Regions from separate parts of the Danio rerio genome. Here region 1 is linked to region 2. The links are chromatin contacts, called in public Hi-C maps. All regions are on one chromosome and are shown on one strand. Each heading gives the region's core, a stretch centred on a gene start, on an enhancer-like site or on the middle of the called end of the contact. The rest is flanking DNA. Distances are from core to core; before and after follow the strand shown.

What was found. Hi-C and Micro-C count contacts between places; a contact is called where the count stands out from the background.
Region 1: a contact with region 2 is called in a Hi-C map of hematopoietic stem cells, with 4 times the contacts expected there. The contact joins the promoter of asb7 here to the promoter of selenos in region 2. A contact is called at or near these places in 1 of 18 Hi-C or Micro-C datasets (hematopoietic stem cells) and 1 of 4 datasets of contacts at active chromatin or transcription factors (embryo).

The regions. Positions count from the first base shown.
Region 1 is chr7:9,754,724-9,758,283 of GRCz12tu, forward strand. It overlaps asb7 (ankyrin repeat and SOCS box containing 7), which reads right to left and starts at 1,988. Exons shown (of 6, transcript NM_214730.2): 1 at 1,933-1,988; 2 at 1,073-1,149. lins1 (lines homolog 1) reads left to right here and starts at 2,090. Exons shown (of 8, transcript XR_012383123.1): 1 at 2,090-2,226.
Region 2 is chr7:9,139,206-9,142,516 of GRCz12tu, forward strand. It overlaps selenos (selenoprotein S), which reads left to right and starts at 1,477. Exons shown (of 6, transcript NM_001045334.3): 1 at 1,477-1,707. The coding sequence starts at 1,626.

The DNA.
Region 1 (3,560 bases), core at 738-3,237, 620 kb after region 2:
GGTCGTTCTTTATATCTAAGAGGACCACATGATGGTTTGACAGACTAAATATAAGCTAAAAACTTTTTATCTTAGATTTTTGAAAAAGGAAACCTCCATACTTCGCTTTTAAAATGATTTTGCATAGGGATGCACCGATCGATCTGCCGGAGATCGATCGATCGATCGGTACTCGCTGACCTGGTCGATCTCATGAACTAATCACAAGTGTTTATGTTAGTTGGACATGAGCAAAATATTTGAATGACCTTACATGCATTTAGGTCTTTTAACATCAAAGAACTGAAAGTTCTGTGTTTTTGACAATATTGCAAGTTTAATAAAACATGGCTGAAAGTATAACATACAATTAATAATAATAAAAAAAACATTAAAATATTTTTTGACATGAATATTTAATAATATAACATCTTGTAATTTACTTATTACAATCAACAGTACTTTATAGACATACTTCCTATTAGTAAAGTAGGATTTATAGGAAATAGATTTATAGGTGTGCATTTTAACTTCCTATGCATCAAATATACGCTTCAAACATTTCTTGATTGAGACATGTTGAATTTTTTTAAATCATTTGCAACGTTTCCAAACTGCATTGTTAGTTTTATAATTACTTATTATAATCTTATAATAAATACCTATTTATAGTGGTTATAAGAGACGTGTTTAGGGGGTTATATGCAGTATCCTTCATTTATTATATTGGCTAAGGAGAGATCTCCACTTAAGTGTTATACCTAGAGGGAAAAGAGGGTTTGAGGGTTTTATGCATTATAAAGCTTAACGCATCCGAATCGGTACTCATTATCAGCCAATCACCATGAAAAGGAATCAGTACTCGGTATCGGCTGCAAAAATCCTGATCAGAGCATCAGTAATCTTGCAATACTTTTGCAGGAAAAGTGAATAGTTAAAATATGGAAATACTGACATACTGGAAATATTATTCTCCGTACAAAGCCACTAAACCCTACACAAACAACATAAGACAACACATCGAAATGCCAGAAATTACTTTAAAATCTATTTAAAGCAAACAAAAAAAAAACCCAGCTATATGTGAAATTACCATTCATTAATGTCTTGTCGATCTGAAACAGCCTGTGTGTTCTGCATCCATATTCACATCCACTTCAGATCTCCATTCTAGACATGAAGAATGCAGAAACATCAGTATTTGAATGCACACACACATATAACTCAATACACACACACACACATCATTTTTACATGCATTAACGCGTATAAATGCAGATGCATCACATTCAATTAGCCAAATCTAAGCGACGACGTCTTATTTACACAATTATCCGTCACATTACATTGAACATTTCTCTAATACTAACCTCAGCATTCAATATTTACAACCACCCATCAGTTCTTAATGTTATTGTCTTTCATTTTGTGAAAAACGAGCATTTGAATACTTACATTCACCTTTAAACACACACAGATTCGCTAACATAAACGACACACACCACAAACGACCCGAGTTTCTCCATCACCACGGTAAATAAAAGGTAAACAATTGATGTTTGCAGCAGCTGCTCCACTGAGAACAATGAATCTGTTAGCTGGTGCGCTAAAGCAGCTAAAATGAGCCTCAAACAAACACCAAACCGGCTCTTTTAAAAGCCAGGAGTAACTAACTTAATCTGAACACCACTCAAACACATAACACGTTAACACTCATATCGAGGACTAAAGTGAGGCAGAATTCGCTAAACTCTCTGACTGACATGCACAGTTACTACATTAGCATTGTTAGCTTTTAGCCAGCGGTTATTGACCATTTTCAGAACAACACCGCTTTTAAAGTTACTCAAACTCTCTTAACCTTCACCTAGAGGAAACGTCAAACAATATCGGCTCAATTAAGGCCATAATGGCACAGGGGACAAATATAGAAAATATATATAACATACATACAGAGTACAAATACAGTCAGGTAGCCATGAACATCTCCAAGGCTTCAAACCGCAACGCCCAATCAGATTCGAGCTGTCAAATACGTCACGCCTACATCATAATGCTGTAAAAGCAGTACGCCGCTTGGCATATTTATTTTTTTGCGACAATTGTGGCTGAATAAAGGCAAACAGCAGTACATGTGGTTCATTTCCGCGGATATTATGATATCGTTCTACACAAATATAAAAATGAGCAGTTTTTATCACGTTACGAGTTCTGCTTATACGCAGCATCTTTCGTAAAGTCACGTAAGTAAGTCACTGGATTTCAGTACGATTTTATGTGTATTGTAACGTTATATCTCTAATTACACTTTAAGAATTTCTAAATATTACTAATATTTCTTTAGGAAATGAATATCTCAGAGACTGAATCAATTAAAAATTTTGATTGGAAATTCGCCATAAAGCTTGTAAGTGATACACTAAGCTATTTATTTCTCTCGTAATATCAACATATAAGATTTCACTTGATATAAGGAGCATTACTTTGGATCTAAATGAAAATATTTATTATTTTAAACTTAAAAATGTCATCAGTAGTTTACAGAACAAAACAAAAATGACCTTTTATGCAAACACTATCAACTATCGAATGTAACTCCAGCAAAATTGATGAATTATAAGTGTTGTTTATATATTAAACAGTCAAATTATTCATCTTTATTGTACTTTAAAAAGTGTTTACCATTACTATGTGATAAATATCAGTTCTGTTGTTGTTCATTATTATAAATAAATTATATAAACGTTGAGATGGTTGGAAAATCGCCATAAAGCTTGTAAGTGATGCACTAAGCTATTTATTTCTCTCGTAATATCAACATATAAGATTTCACTTGATATAAGGAGCATTACTTTGGATCTAAATGACAACATTTATTATTTTAAACTTAAAAATGTCATCAATAGTTAACAGAACGAAACAAAAAAGACTGTTTACGCAAACACTGTGAACTATCAATTGTAACTCCAGCAGAATTGAGTAATTATAAAGTGTGTTGTTTATGTATTAAACAATCAAAGTACATTAAATCCTTAATGCACTTTAAAAAAAGTTTTTTTGATTAATTTGTGAAAAAATATAAGTTCTCCCTACTCAAAAAACAGCCTAAACCAGCCTAAGCTGACTGAGGTAAAGCAGGTTTGATATTCGCACATTCGTTCATTTAATGGCCCATATATTGTTTACCATGCTAAGTTGAATATTGAGTCTGAAAAAGCATGCAGGGATGACTTTAAAGCAACATTAACACTATCTAATGGACATTTTCTGCTAATATGATTTCACTATTTAGAATTAGCAAAGAATACTCATCTGACATTATATTATTAAGTGGAAAGTCAGAATATAAAAAATATAAAACCAACTTTACCTCTGTCCTAAGCTGGTTGGCTGGTTTTTAGCTGGATGACCAGCCTGGTTTTAGAGGGATTTTGGCCACTTCCAGGCTGATTTCCGGCCATTTCCAGCCTGGTCTTAGCTGGTCAGGCTGGAAAATGACCAGCTAAAATCAGCTTGGCCAGCCTGGTTAAAGCTGGACATTGCTAGTTTTGGCTGGGCTCCCAGCCTGGCTAGGCTGGTCA
Region 2 (3,311 bases), core at 227-2,726:
TCGCTGGTTTGAGTCTCGGCTGTGTCATTTCTGTGTGGAGTTTGCATGTTCTCCCCATATTCGCATGGGTTTCCTCCGGGTGCTCAGGTTTCCCTGACAAGTCCAAAGACATGCAGTACAGGTAGATTGGTTAGGCTAAATTGTCTGTAGTGTATGTGTGAATGAGAATGTATGGATGTTTCCCAGAGATGGGTTGCAGCTGGGAAGCATCCGCTGCGTAAAACATATGCTGGAGACCCCAGAACAATAAAGGGACTATAAGCTGAAAAGAAAATGAATGAAATAATGTTAGTATGTAATTGAAATCAAGTAAGACAATCTACCCTACTGAAAAAAACAGCGTAAACCAGCCTTGGCTGGTTGGCTGGTTTTAGCTGGTCGACCAGGCTGGTTTTAGAGGGGTTTTGGTCACTTTCAGGCTGGTTTCCAGCCATTTCCAGCCTGGTCTTAGCTGGTCAGGCTGGGAGATGACCAGCTAAAACTAGCTTGACCAGCCTAGCCAGGATGGAAGCCCAGCCAAAACCAGCTTTGTCCAGCTTAAACCAGGCTGGTCAAGCTGGTTTTAGCTGGTCATTTTCTAGCCTGACCAGCAAAAACCAGGCTGGAAATAGCCAAAACCCCTCTAAAACCAGGTTGGTCAACCAGCTGAAACCAGCCAACCAGCCTAGGCTGGTTTAAGCTGGATTTTTCAGCAGGGTAGTAAATTAGGTAGTAGTGAAGGAACTTTCGATTTATTAATTATTATTTGCTTATTAAAATAAAACTGCCTGTTATGTCACACGAGGAAAAATCAATGTTAAAATACATTTTTGTTGTAAAAAAAGCACAAAAGAATCTGACCAAAATTCTTAAACATGGAATAAAAAGATGATATGATAACCTACAGGCTTCCATTTGAACGGCTCTATGCACAGCTAACATTATGATTTAAAGCCAACAATAAACTTCCGGTGAAAGCTTAATGTGACTTAATTCAATTCCACAAGGTTGCTTTTACAGCAACGATGCTGTAATGTAATTAAAATACATTCAGTTCAACAGAGTTAAGCATTCATTTAGTTGTTGAATCATAAAACGAGATGAAAGACCGTTGTAACCACTAGCATCGTCAGTAGCAACAGGCTAGCGCAGGAACTCCATTGAAAATACTGGGGTCAAATACAGCTGTCATATTTTAAAGATGTGACGGGGGGAAATGGAGTTTAATGCAGTGCTTCTTTTCCGATCTGAGACCCACGTCATATCGTATGTAAAACAGGCATTGAATATCACTGATTTTTAAAGAAATCAGATCTTAAATGTGATCATTTTATAATGGAGAGACACAAAATGTGTAAGGTAATATCCAAGCCTTTTCAAATAATTGAATAACTGAAATAACAGTCAGACTTGAAAGCAATATACGTCATAATCAAAATATAAACTTTTATTTTTATGACAGCCTTCGTAGTGCGACAAGCCTCCACGTCATCCTAACGCTGATTGGCTGTCTCACGGCTGCGGAAGTGAGTCAGTGTGGCGTTGCAGGTTAGCTCGCGTACAGCAACAAGAAGAGAATAAACATGTGTTAGTTATTATATATTTTCAAAACAATATCGTAAAACAGCTCAAAGGTGCTGTGAAGGATGGAGGCGGAGGACGGAGCGCGTGTCCGGAATGAAGATGTTCCTCCGCAGAACCAGGATCTAAGTTTCCTTCAACCGTCTGGTATGTAAACATGAGCCCAGGCTTCACTTTACTGAGCTAATACTTACCTGTGAACGGTATTTAGATGTATAATGTCAAATGTTTTGCTTTATTAATATCTAATAAGCACATGTGTGTTCGAAAAGGACTCGTCGGTAACAATGAATCGACGTTTTGTAGCGAAGTGATACGGAAATGATGAGAACACAGAAAAAGCTTGTGTATTTAGCCAGTTACTGCTTATTAGTTACAGTAGAACCTGTACTGAATTAGATGCACGAGTTATTTTTAATATTGTATGTATTAAACAGTTAACAATTCAATAATACAACAACCATATATGACAGTTCCCAATTGTTTTATTTTATTTGCAATATTTTGTTTGTAAATGCTCCAGCGTAGTATTAATTATAGTTTGTAGTATTAATTATGCTCCTGTATAGTATTAGTGAACAGTAAACTATAATAAATACTGTAGTATACTTTAGTTTTCAGTAAACTGTGGTGTTACCTTAAACATAGTTAAAGAAAGCTACCATATTGGGTAATTTGTTTGTATTAGTATCGTTGTTGTACCATATAGCAACTATAATAGTACCACAACCGGCTAATACCCCTATTATACTGTGGTTTGGTTCAAAAACACAATTCACCTATAGCGCATGTGTTCGGACTTGTGGGGGAAACCAGATAACCCAGAGGAATCCCAAACAAACATGGGGAGAACATCCAAACTGACCCAGCCGGGTCTCAAACCAGGACCTTCTTTCTGTGAGGCGATTGTCCTACCCACTGTGCCACCGTGATGCCAAAAAGAATTTTGTATTTATTTGTATATATTACTAGTATTTTATATATATATATATATATATATATATATATATATATATATATATATATATATATATATATATATAATATTATTATTATTATTTATTTTTTTATTTTTTTATTATTTGCAACTAAAAGGGCATCAGCTGCGTAAAACATGTGCTGGATAAGTTGGCGGCTCATTCCTTTGTGGCGACCCCAGATTAATAAAGGGACTAAGCTGAAAAGGAATGAATGAGTAATGAGTAACTTTCATGAAGACAATAATATATATGAGCAATTCCAGCGTTATGGATGTGACATTTGCAGTAAAAACTCAAAACATAATTTCACACAGAAAGTATATGTTGACATTGTATCGAAACTTCTGTTTATATTTTCCAAAATAGCTCACCACAGAGTTATGGTAGCAGAAAAATATCAATATGTAAACATGTTTTATATTTTAAATTAGGAAAATAAACATGCGTTATTGATGTGACAAAAAAAGTTTGCGAATTTACAATGGACAACAGATTATTTAGAAATTCTGACAGTTAAACTGCACAACCCAAAAGAAACAATGCTCATCAAACAGGTATGAATCGGCTCACTATAGAATTATAATGATTGATTTTATTTTATTTGACATTTTTGCATTCATGAAGAAAAAGGGTCGTTATGGATGACACATTTCCGTTATGGATGTGACAGCTGTGAAATAGTCACTTGTGTGATTTTGGCAAATTAAATATAATAGTTTGAAATACTGACAGATACTTTTACGAGTATTTTTACAGTACTGTAAAATACTT